Regions from separate parts of the Mus musculus genome. Here regions 1, 3 and 4 are each linked to region 2. The links are chromatin contacts, called in public Hi-C maps. All regions are on one chromosome and are shown on one strand. The core of a region is the stretch at or near the end of the contact, and the rest is flanking DNA. Distances in the headings are between cores, read along the strand shown.

Region 1 (2,700 bases), core at 189-2,688, 490 kb before region 2:
CTTGATATTCATCTTCCCACTGTGCTGAAGGCCTGGTCCTGCTTCTGTTCTGGCCTGGGATGCTGCTCAATGCTACCTTGAGCATCTTTTGGATTTTCTCCTCCAGCTCTGAGGTATCTTTCTGCACCATAGACATCCCTGCCTTTCAGGCTTGCCTCAGTCTCCCTCTTTCTTCCCCTGCATTCCCTTCCTCCTCACTTCTATTGTCCCTTCCTATTTCCTTCTCTTTCTCAACTCCCCCTTTAAAAAAAAAGTAAATGTACTTATATTTTAAAGTAAACAGAATATTGTAAAGAGGAACAATAGATGAAAATAATAAAACAAATTTCCAGCATGGTGCCAGCAATAACAGTAGGGCTCAGCAGGTTAAAAAAGATCTCTGCTGAAGGACCTTTGTTTAATCCTCTAATCCCATGAGGAAAGGAGAGAAAGAGACTTCACACATACACTATGACCTGTGCACTCTGGCCCTCACACACAATAAAAATAAATAAGGTAAAGATTAATGCATTCATAGTATATGCTTGAAAGGCTAGCTGACTATCTACTTTGCCCCACTGAGGAGGGCCAGTATATAAACTCACTTCAGTATTGTCTTGTGTTTTCATTCTGGTGGCTCTGTCTTTGGTATGCAGCACACTTTTCTGCGTTGACTCTGCTGAAACGCTACCATAGCGTGGCTGTGTTGTGGACTCAGGACAGTGAGCTAGGTACATCGCCATATTCTCTTGTGACTTGATCTCATAAATCCTTAGTTGCTCTTTGATGCATGTGGTAGTGACGCTGGAAGACAGAGAAGCTCGGTAGCTTTCCCAGGCTCATGTATATATAGCACAGGACTCTAGGCACTGGGGTCTGTTGCTTGTAACTCCTCCTAGCCGGAGAAGAGCTAAGATTCACTTACTAGAGGGTTTTCGACTTGTGGGTGGTGGCTTCGGATAGAAGCTTCCACTGAGGTGCTGAGAGTCTGTTCTGCACCTGGGGATCTCCTGGATAATGCTTCTTTCCTGTGGGCTACAAATGCACCAGGAGATCTACAGAGTGGCCACAAGTCACTGCTCAGAGTGCCCTGCCATATACCTATACCCAGCTCACAGTTTCTTCCTGTCCTCACAAACTCTAATAGGCAGTGGCCATCTGTCAAGTGAAAGCAAAACACATCCAAAGCAAAAACGCGTAAACGGAGGGTGCTGGCTGGAGAGAAGGTGGGACCCTTCATTGAGAGAAAGCTGAAGAAAGTATCCCAGCCTCAGGGAGCAGTGGGGACTCGGAAGAACCAAGAACAGGGCCCCAGGCAGGCATTTTTGGACTGAAGATGGCAGAGGCAGATGGAGACAGTTACCAGTGATGGCAGAGGCCTTGTCTGTCTGTTGTTCAATACAGCGACACGTTGTGCACAAACAAGCAGAAAGAACCCAGCGGAACGGCCGGGAGCGCATCCGTTATGAAAGCCTTTCCCTAGAAGCTGGCGATAACATATCAGCCTGACAGAGGACATAAGGTCAGTGCAACGTGTGCATTTCAAGTGGAAAACGACAGTCTGTTCTCTGCGAGAGACGGATGGGGCGGCGTGTGGAAGTTACATGGAATATGTGAAAACTCTGCCAAATCATGAGCTTGGCAAAATTTGCCTGTTCTGGGAGTTAGGCGATTTGGGGGTCGGCATTTGGTTTCCGGGTCTGTCACACACATGCCTGCACTCCTCTCAGTGTGGAGGCCCCTGTGACTTGGAGCTCTTTCCTCTCCTCATTGGCTCTGCTTGCCTTTCCCCTTGCTAACTGCAGCCGAATCTTTCTTTCCATTTCTTTTCTTTAGCCTGATCGCCCCGCCCTCGCCTGTCTTCTTTCTAGATTGATTCCAAAGAGAAAACAGAGAAAGCTTCTCACTGGTAGAGTTTTTCATAAACCAATTTCTATCTCTGTTCCTTGTTTTATTATCAATCTCGCCCCTCCTCCCGCCTCTGGGAAACTGTTCAGATTTGAATTTCCATTTACAAAATTAATTCCTTAACATAGTAAAATATAGGAAATCAATGCCTATCATGGAAATCAATTGCAAATATTATAAGAATGATTTTGTCATCAAAATAATTAATATATAACATACATGTTCATAATAATTTCATTAATTAAATTTCTTACTGTTTTTTTTTTTTAACTTTAAAAGCATCTCTCTAGAATGCCCCAGTGCTCTGTTCTATTTTTCTGGCTTACATGATGTTTCGTTCAGCTTCTCTAACCACATCCCTGATTTTTCTTGATAAGAGTTCTTCTCATCTCTCCATTGCGTCTTTCAAATCTGTCAGCCACAAGTTAAGAGCTAGAAGCCAAGCCATTGGCTGTTGTATGTGACTCAAATGGTTGGGAGTCACTGATCTGTCTTGCATGTCCATGCTGCCCTTCTCCCATGGCATTTCTGCCTGCCAACCCAGCTTCCCTGCTTCCCTAAGAGTTGTCGTCGCTGATGAAAGCCATTGTTGGGGAGTTGTACTGGCTAGTTTTGTGTCAACTTGACACAGCTGGAGTTATCACAGAGAAAGGAGCTTCAGTTGAGGAAATGCCTCCATGAGATCCAACTGTAAGACATTTTCTCAATTAGTGATCAAGGGGGAAAGGCCCCTTGTGGGTGGGGCCATCTCTGGGCTGGTAGTCTTGGGTTCTATAAGAGAGCAGGCTGAGCAAGCCAGAGGAAGCAAGCCAG
Region 2 (2,705 bases), core at 24-2,523:
GGAGGGTCCCCAAGAGCCATGTGTCCAGATGGACCATACCAGGAGAAACGCCATGTGTAGCTAGTTCTTTGGAGGTGCCTGTGACCCAGTGGGTAACAGTTCTATTCCTTTTCTAGAAATTAAAATAAATAAGCAAGAGAAGCAATCTGGAGGCTTCCCGATACAGATGAGGGAACCATCCGTTGCTCAGTTTTGTCTTCCTAGAAAGGGCAGATGCCAAACATGATCTTCCCCTGTTCTGCTGGTACATTATTTTCCCCCTTCTTTGCAGGCTGGCTTTTCTCGGCTGTCTTTTTGAATACCTCGAGCAGAACACCCCTGTCTTGTTAATGACTTCAAAGATACCAGGTCCACTGTGCAGCGAGTGATAAAAATGTACACAGCATGTGTTGGATAAATTAATAAACTCTCTGGAGCCTACGAGTCCTCAGGCCCAGCAGCACCGTAATGAAATGTTATTCTGAAGTGGAGGAGGTGGGAAGGAGAAGGGGAGCAGTATTTAATATATGCAAATTAACTAGTATGCAAATTGTCACTAAGTTAAAAATAACGGACTGCGAGAGGAGCCCATTTTTTAAGCAGCTTGTTTATTCATTAGCCTAATTTCCATTATCAATCCTTCTGTTTTCTTCTTTATTAAGTACTCACATTTGGGGAAGTTTGCTTCCTACAAATTGTGTTTTACTCCAAAAACCCATAACAATGCTTAAAACAATCACCATATATTAGCTTCTCTCTGTCTCCTTGATTTTGCCCTTAGCGAGCATCCTTTCTTTTCTTCCTGTTGCTTACCTCTCCTGGTCTTCCCTATCTCGGTTCTCCGGGACCTTTTGTTTCATTGCTGAAGGCGGCTCCTACACGGCAAGGGGCGAAGTGAGGAGAAGCCGCTTGCCTTAAAAGATCTTATTCTAAGGACCCCTTCTCCCAGGCGCTCACCTGGATAGGGTGGACGTTGCCACGCAAAAAGCAGCCCAGTTTGTTTTGTAGACCACCAGCATCCCCTGGCTAAGTAACAGAACAGCCAGAAAAATGCTCATCCCGATTCGGGTCTGTATATGGCCTCCTCAGCTTGAGACAGACCTTATATACAATGTTAAGACAAATTGGCATCCAAAATCCAACTCTTTTGTCTCAAGGAGCCGAGCCGCCACCTCGCTATGTGCAAGCTCTGGTGCCCCCTCGAGGCCAAGAACGGAACAGACCGTGGAGAGTCCTGGCAGATGCTGAAGTAGGCAGGAGGGTTCACACAAAGCCTTTGGTTGAAGCTTTCAGAAAGCAGGCTCCTTGAAAGAGGGGGCGCCTGTGAGCAGCTGTGGAGGGGGACTTATGGGTTTAGCCTTCCCTAAAGCTGCAAGGCTGAAAGGTTGGTTATTGTTTCAGCTGTTGTCATTTTGCACGTGGTTTTTAATCACATTGTTAATTTGGGCAGTAAAATAGGGTTTTCCAGGTTTTTCTCTGAACGTGCTGCTAGATAGCATCTGTACAGGCTCTGTGCCCCTGGCATGTGCATCTTAGATGTTGAAAGGCACACATTGAGGCTCAGGATTCTCATGCCCTTGGAGTCCTGTGGCCAAGCTACCCTGGGAACCCAAGGCTGGTCACCCCAGGATCCCCACTGCATACCTGAATATGCCAAATGATTTCACAGTGACCACAAATTCCCAGAGCAGATAATTCCAGCTACAGCGGTCACTGGTGTTTATAACCTCCCAAGAGACATACTATGTCAGAGGGGGGAAGCTATGGTTTTCATCTCTTCACTCGGGGTCTGAGCTTTGGTCAGCTCCCCTACCCCCACAGGCACACACACTAAAGTACCCATTACTCAAGGGCAATGGCATCAAATGTAAAGGGTCACACTTAGGCAGCTGCCAGAGATCAGCTGCAGACAGGAGGTGGCTAGGGACTGAATTTACATCAGCTTCTGAGCCTCTAGTCCAGACAGCAATCTCCCAAAGCTCTTAAAAAAATGGTGTCAAATGGCCAAAGACCTTCAAGAGACAATGGCATCAGAAATGGTCTCTGACACTAAATGCTGAGGGGAACCAGAAAGATAAATCATTATCATTTAAGCTCTGCGCGTTTTTTTAGACATAGTGTTTTTGCAATGTTTCCATAGAATGAAGAAATAAATCACCCTGCCCTTGACACTTTTAATAACTTTAAGAATGTGGTTAGGGTAATACTTAACTTTATTGACATATTGTATGGTTCATCCATCTCATCAAATGTCAATGAAACTTCGATGAGTATTAACTGAGGGCCCATAATACACTAGGAACTGGCTAGAAACACCCCCTCCCCCCGCCGAGTTCTCAAGTACCTTCCAGAAGCTCTCACTCACCGGCTTGACTGCTTCTGTGGAAATCGATCGCCTAGAAGGTTGTGCTTGAGGTTTGGAAGCTGGGACTCAGCAGAATCTAGCTAGGGAATTTGGTTTGCTGACTTTGGGGGGAGGGGGGAAATCCCTTCTTGGACTATTTGTGAGTATTCTCAGATTTAGGTGCCTCCTGTGAGCTTGGGACACAGACATGATAAATGGCCATTGGACAGTTGTGCTCCAGAGAGTCTGTGCAGCTTCTATAACTCAAGGTGGGCTCTGGAATTGCCTGGTCTCTACTTTCACAGAACAGGAAATAAGCCCAGGTAGGATCAACTCTTCAAAGTCACAATGCTACAACATAGCAGAACACTTGAAAATTGAC
Region 3 (2,952 bases), core at 384-2,883, 510 kb after region 2:
GGTGAGTATTTAGGAACACTGAGTGAGTGAATGATGGTTTGAGTTACCATCCCTAGGAATGGGATTTGAGTTTTTGAAGTTTTTTGTGATTTTCACCCTTCATAGCAAGCAGTTTGAGTATTTTATATAAAATGTTTAAGCCAAGCATAAGGGTTCATGCCTGTAATCCCCGCACTTTGAAAGCTGATGTAAGAAGATTGCTATGAATTCCTGCATAGTGTGGGCTGCAATATAAGATACCATATTTTAAGACCAAAAAGTATTCAAGCACAAAGAATAACTAGAAGGTGATAATATAGAATTACAATATTTTGACATAGACACATGCATCCTGGCTTACTCTGTTAGTGAGAGCTGTATAGAATTTGAAGTTGAATAGTGAAGTCCTAAGCATAAGGAAATCATTTCCCTGCTGTCAGAGTGCCTTTGGGCTGGATTTAGAACAAGCACCTTAAATTCTCCCCTCCTCTTACGAGCTCTGCACTGGGTGTTGCCCAGACGCTGTAATGACTCTCTCACCAGGCATCTGTGCATGCGGCCCTCCTCACCACAACACTTCTTTCTTTCCTATTTTTCTCTGCTGGAAATCTCACGGGCCTGCTCTGTGCTTTCATGACAGCTGTACTCATTACTCAATACCGCAGTGGTTCCACAGTCGTATGATTCTGTTGGAAACCAAACACTGAACTGTACATTCCTTATAGGGAATAAAACTATCTCATTTTCTTTTATCCAAACCCATTCAAGGCCAGATAAAATACCTGACATACAGTTTGCATTCAATAATCAATTTGATTAATGAAGGAAAATCAGAAAATCTGGAGTTAATAATTAGATATAGATGATAAGAAAAAATTAAATGACCCCAAAGTTTCAAACCCAGAAAACAAAGTCTGAGTAGCACCCTTTTCCCTATTGTTATTGTTCTGGGTTTTGTTTTCAAGACACGGTTTCTGTCCTGGAACTAGCTGTCCTGGAACTAGTTCTGTAGTCCAGGCTGGCCTCAAACTCACCAAGATTGCCCTAGTTCTGCCTCCCAAGTGTTGGCATTAAAGTCATGTGCCACCTCTGCCTGGCTTAGCACCACCATTTTTACAAAAACTAACAAACATAAAAAACAAAGTCCAGGAAAAAGTAGTTGTTTTGCTTTTTCAGTGCTTTGACTTTTCTGTCAGGGTCTATGGAACTATGGTTGGAGGTGAGGAATTCTAGAAAGTCAGAACACGTGACAGAGGGCTTCGTCCCGAAGCTTGTTCTTTAAAAGTCAGAGTTTAAAGCCCCGTGAGGCTTAACTGAATGAGCCTTCTCCCTAATAACACATTTACCTTTATCAGTTAGTTTCACCCCATGGTCTCGGTCTCAAAAACATCCCAGAAGAAAAGTTCACCATCCTGTAATTGACACTCCTTTGACAAAAACCAGAAGCATGGAAGCCATGGTCAGGGGTAACAGTAGTAGGGGACTTGCACAAAGCTTACCCTTTAATTCCCAGCACTGAAAATGAAAAGACAAAGAACATTTGATTCTTAATCTAAATAGCACCCAAGTCAGCCTAAAATTACCAGCCTGTAAGTGTGTAGTCATTGTATGTTCTGAGCACCAGATCTTCCTAACCAGTGTTTCTTTTGTAGGTTGCTAAGTAACCGTCATGACGATGCTGCCAAGTTCATCTGGCTTCTGGCAAAGCCCAGCTGCAGCTATCTAGAACAAGAGGATTTTATCCCTTTACTTCAGGTGATATTTTTTTTTGTACCTTTTAAAAATGGAATTTATTTTTGGAGTATGAAAGGGGGTTTTTTGTTTGTTTCTTTGGCTGGTTGTTTCTGAAATTTTTTGTTTGTTAATAACGGCGTCTTACTGTATAGCCAGTGCTAACATCAAACTCTTAATCCCAAATGCTAGGATTAAGGTATATACCACCATATACCTTATGGTGATTTTTTTTCATTTTAAAGTATATCTATACTTGTAAAGTATAACTATAATTTTTCATTTTAAAGTGTAACTATGCAACTGAGCTACATACATCTAGAAGCCAGATTGTTAAGAATGGTTTTCAAATTGTTTTAGTAGTAAAAAAATCTTGTTAGATGGAATCTAAAACAAAACTCAGTATAAAATGGACAAAGCAGGGCTGTTTCCACTGTATCCAGCCTCCTCCCTAGCCAGTCGCGGTAAGCATGGAGCATCTCAGGAAACTGTAGAATTTAACATCAGCCATCGTTAAGAACCTAGCAGGAACTGATAGTATTTGGAAGAGATAAAATCAGTTTTCTTAATGGAGTGATCCTGGGTGTATCAACAGTTCTCCAGGGCAAACCTCATTGGAAGAGTTTGGAAGAGTTGGCCAACATAAAATGAACTAGGTTGCGAGGGGGGTAGGGGGACCAGGACGGGATGTTTTCTTGTTGTTTGTTTCTAAGAATGAGAAAAACAAAGTTGAGGATCAAAGTTGAGAAAGAATATAATCAAAATAATGTTGTATGGAAATCTTTAAAGAATCTGGTCAGAAACAAGAAAAGGCTATGAAATAATCAGAATAACTGTCACGAACTCTGTAGTCTGGGAGTTCGGTGAATCCTGACTCTTTGGTTTACGCACATATCTAAATGGCTCTCTGATTTCCCACTAAGATCTATTTGTAACAGAAGATTAGAATAGGAAAAAGAGCTGTGCATGATGGTGCTTGCTCGTGCCTGCCTGTAATCCTAGCACTGGAGACAGCAAGAGGATATAACCTACACTATTAAAATACCAAGAGCTGTCTCAAGAAACCAGTGGATGAATGATGAAATAAGAGAATGGAAACTTGAATCAATTATACTGAGGTTTGCAAGGACAGTTGCCACTAGCCCATAAAGGTAGGCAGGAGCACAGTAAAAAGAAAGCATGTGTAGGCGAGAAAAACAAGACACAAAGCCTGCGTATCAGAGCTTTCCAGCCTAGGAATCA
Region 4 (2,927 bases), core at 20-2,519, 450 kb before region 2:
TAACACCTGACCTGGTCACTTTGAAATGCTCTTGGCTAAGAGTCCATTTTCAATAAACCACAGATATGACGAATAAAAGTGCAAACTCCGGATGATGTCTTACAATTAAACAGGCATTAGAAAGCCCAGTGTGGCTTGAGGTTCACTCATGGATCAGGGCATCAGTGGCTTAAATGACGTAATGGGACACATGACAACACCCACCAGTGCTCTGACTGGTGGGTGCCAAGTACACTTGGCAATGGATCCAGCTGAGAGAGGACCAAGGCTGATGAAAGCCACCACCAATCCTGTGGTGTAAGAAGCAAGATCAAGCCAGTAGCCGGTTGCCTTGTGCATGGCCCAAGCTAGCCCAGTCAGACAGGCACACTGTCATGGCTACTGAGGCCCAGGCTGCATAGCCTCCCATGCCTTAAGAATATTGTATTTCTCATTCTCCAAAATCAAAATATGACTTTCATTGCCCCTCAGCAAAGCCTCTCTTCTCTGGTTGGACACTTCCCTTATAGATGCCTGACAGACTCATCTCTTAGGAGGCTGGCCAGGAGGATTCTCTTCCTCCAGAGATTCCCATACTGCCTTCCCAGTGGCCTTTGCTTCCGCCCCCACTCTCACTCCCAAACAGCATCCTTTCTGTCTCTAAGCATCATCTGGAAATTAACAGGAGACAAGGAGGCAGAATTGGCAGCCTCCTTCCTCAGGCAGAATGGGAAAGATTGTTTAAATTTAGGCCTCACCCTCCCAGAATGAAAACAAGTTATTTTTATGTGAGCCAGTATTTGTTATTGAATTAAATATAAGTACAGGGCACTTCTCCTAATTTATAACACAGTGTGGGTGCCGAGGGCCTGCGTCATCCTGCCCGCCTGCGCCGGCCCGGCAGCTTCTTGGCTTCCCACCCCTCTGTGCTCATCTGTCATGGTTGTCTCTCCTAAGTTTGTCAAATGTAACGTGAAAGGAAGGGAAATTAAAGGAAAACAAAAGAGAGGATTTTTTTTCCAAGTGGCAAAATCAGATTTATCCTAAGGTAATTAAATGTGTAAGAACAAAAGATTACAAATAGTATGTGTGTGTGTGTGTGTGTGTGTGTGTGTGTGTGTGTGTGTGTGAGTGTGTGCACATGTATAGTGAAACAGAATAAATCATTATTTCCCAGGCAGCCAGAGCCCTCTGATGAATCTTAAATTCAGGTGCTTATGTAGCAGAGTAGGCAGGGGAACCATAGAGAGCTTTGTTTGGCTGGGCTTGTTGGCTCTGTGCTCCCAGCTTAGCACCTGTTTTGGAAGCTCATCACTTGAGTGCTGGAGATAGGGGAACAGAGGAGGTCTGACATGACTGGTAGAATTCCACATCATTTTCTGTCTACTCTCTCCTTTCTATAGAACCCTACCCCCTACCTAGGATGGTCTCAGTGGTGTTGGCAAGGCACCTGCCACTTAGATACTTACTAGTCTTTTTTGTTTTCTGTCCCAGCCTTTGGAAGCTGAATACACTAGGGTCAAGGACAGTATCTTCATTGTGACATTTCCAGATGTTTGCCACAGGGCCTCGTCTGCTGTGTCAGTTCATCGATGTTTATTAGATGAAATGGTAGAGGAGATTAAAAATGGAGAGGTGGAGGGAGGGGCCCAGTGGGAACCATTATACATCCATATGCATTTAGGTCCTTTACTGGGCTTGGTCACTACCATTGATGTGAATGCCAAGGACACAGGTACATTTACTTGAGGACCTGAAGCCTAGGCTTTGAGGTAGGTGTCTTGAGATCCCCAGAGAGGACGGGAGAGCATGAGAAACAGTGATAGAGGAGACGGTGCTCAGCCTGAGTCATGAGAGTGGGCAATTCTTTGATGTTCAGGTGAGTGCCTACCTCTTACGCAGGTCCCCAGGGGCTTAGATTCCAAAGGAAGCTGGCTGTCACCCTATCTTCCATACTCTGGCTCTCTTAGACCCACTGCAGCACAGCTATTTCAAGGTACAGTTCTGCTGAGTGTCCAGGGAAGCATATGGTACTGTCCTGGGGACATTGAGCAAGGGCTAACCTCTAGGGTTTTTCCTGGACAGGATGCTCAGGGTGGCTGCCTCCTCCTCTTCCTCCTCCTCCTCCTCCTCCTCCTCCTCTGGGACCTTGCTGATGCTGTGAGATTATTTAGTTTTTGCCTTTCCCCATCTTTGCCTTCCCCTTTCAAAGATAAGCTCGAATGTTACCTCCTTCCTCTTCTGGGCTCACAACAATCCCCACCCTCCTTTGTTTATTTATTGTTTATGTTTTGCAACAGGGTTTCTCCCTCTTTCATCAGCTGACCTGAAAGTTACCATATAGGCTAGCTCTAAAAGTGTGGTGATGCTTCTGCCTCTGCCTCCCAAATGATGAGATTGCAAAGCATAACCACACCCAGCTCCACTTCTTAAAGGACCCCTGTCTTCTGCGATATCTTCCCAGCTTCACAAAAGACCTCAGACTCTCCCAACATATCCAGCAGACTCTGATCTCACATTCACAGTGATGTCCCTGTCAGTGGCTTCACCATCAAAGCCATTAAGTGGGCTGCATGTGTTACTTCCCTCCAGCATAAGCAGTGTCCCAGGTGGGCATGGCCTCTGGAGACATGAAGTCACACCTAGAATTTTTTCCCCATTGGATCCAAGGCAATATGTAGGAGAACGAGATTATGGGTTTATAGTTTCAGAGGGTGAGCCCATGACTATCACGGTGGGAAGTATGGCAGCAGTTATACAGTCTTCAGTCTCCAGGTGGTCCTTGTTAATATAATCACCACATCGTACAGAAAGACCTCCAACTCATCAATGTTGTTGGCCTCAGTAGTCTTCCAGGGCATGAGAAGCCCTAAATAAGCCGCAGCATTTAAGCAGCTGCGGATGGCTGAGTAAGAATGGCGTCCATAGACTCATGTATTTGAATATTT

The links. Hi-C and Micro-C count contacts between places; a contact is called where the count stands out from the background.
Region 1: a contact with region 2 is called in a Hi-C map of cerebellum, with 4 times the contacts expected there. The contact joins two enhancer-like sites. A contact is called at or near these places in 3 of 484 Hi-C or Micro-C datasets (cerebellar granule neurons, cerebellum and uterus) and 3 of 115 datasets of contacts at active chromatin or transcription factors (astrocytes, embryonic basal ganglia and embryonic midbrain).
Region 3: a contact with region 2 is called in a Hi-C map of cortical neurons, with 4 times the contacts expected there. The contact joins two enhancer-like sites. A contact is called at or near these places in 21 of 484 Hi-C or Micro-C datasets (adipose-derived mesenchymal stem cells, cerebellar granule neurons, cerebellum and 13 more) and 3 of 115 datasets of contacts at active chromatin or transcription factors (astrocytes, embryonic forebrain and forebrain).
Region 4: a contact with region 2 is called in a Hi-C map of cortical neurons, with 2.7 times the contacts expected there. The contact joins two enhancer-like sites. A contact is called at or near these places in 3 of 484 Hi-C or Micro-C datasets (cerebral cortex and cortical neurons) and 2 of 115 datasets of contacts at active chromatin or transcription factors (embryonic basal ganglia and embryonic midbrain).

What each region holds. Positions count from the first base shown.
Region 1 is chr9:102,182,824-102,185,523 of GRCm38.p6, reverse strand. All of the region lies in intron 3 of Ephb1 (Eph receptor B1), which reads left to right. Among named protein-coding and RNA genes, the nearest start is that of Gm31233, 26 kb to the left of the region's middle. Within about 2 kb of position 1,438, at least 5 of the 459 cell types and tissues checked have an H3K27ac peak or open chromatin away from gene starts, as enhancers often do. A contact at or near this core is called in cerebellum, where this site is marked.
Region 2 is chr9:101,688,834-101,691,538 of GRCm38.p6, reverse strand. No RefSeq gene overlaps it. Among named protein-coding and RNA genes, the nearest start is that of Gm31326, 290 kb to the left of the region's middle. Within about 2 kb of position 1,273, at least 37 of the 459 cell types and tissues checked have an H3K27ac peak or open chromatin away from gene starts, as enhancers often do. A contact at or near this core is called in cerebellum, cortical neurons and stem cell-derived neural stem cells, where this site is marked.
Region 3 is chr9:101,179,117-101,182,068 of GRCm38.p6, reverse strand. Ppp2r3a (protein phosphatase 2, regulatory subunit B'', alpha) reads left to right here. Exons shown (of 14, transcript NM_001161362.3): 5 at 1,632-1,734. Among named protein-coding and RNA genes, the nearest start is that of Gm24338, 42 kb to the left of the region's middle. Within about 2 kb of position 1,633, at least 33 of the 459 cell types and tissues checked have an H3K27ac peak or open chromatin away from gene starts, as enhancers often do. A contact at or near this core is called in cortical neurons and stem cell-derived neural stem cells, where this site is marked.
Region 4 is chr9:102,136,678-102,139,604 of GRCm38.p6, reverse strand. The region is part of intron 3 of Ephb1 (Eph receptor B1); the gene reads left to right. Among named protein-coding and RNA genes, the nearest start is that of Gm31233, 72 kb to the left of the region's middle. Within about 2 kb of position 1,269, at least 14 of the 459 cell types and tissues checked have an H3K27ac peak or open chromatin away from gene starts, as enhancers often do. A contact at or near this core is called in cortical neurons, where this site is marked.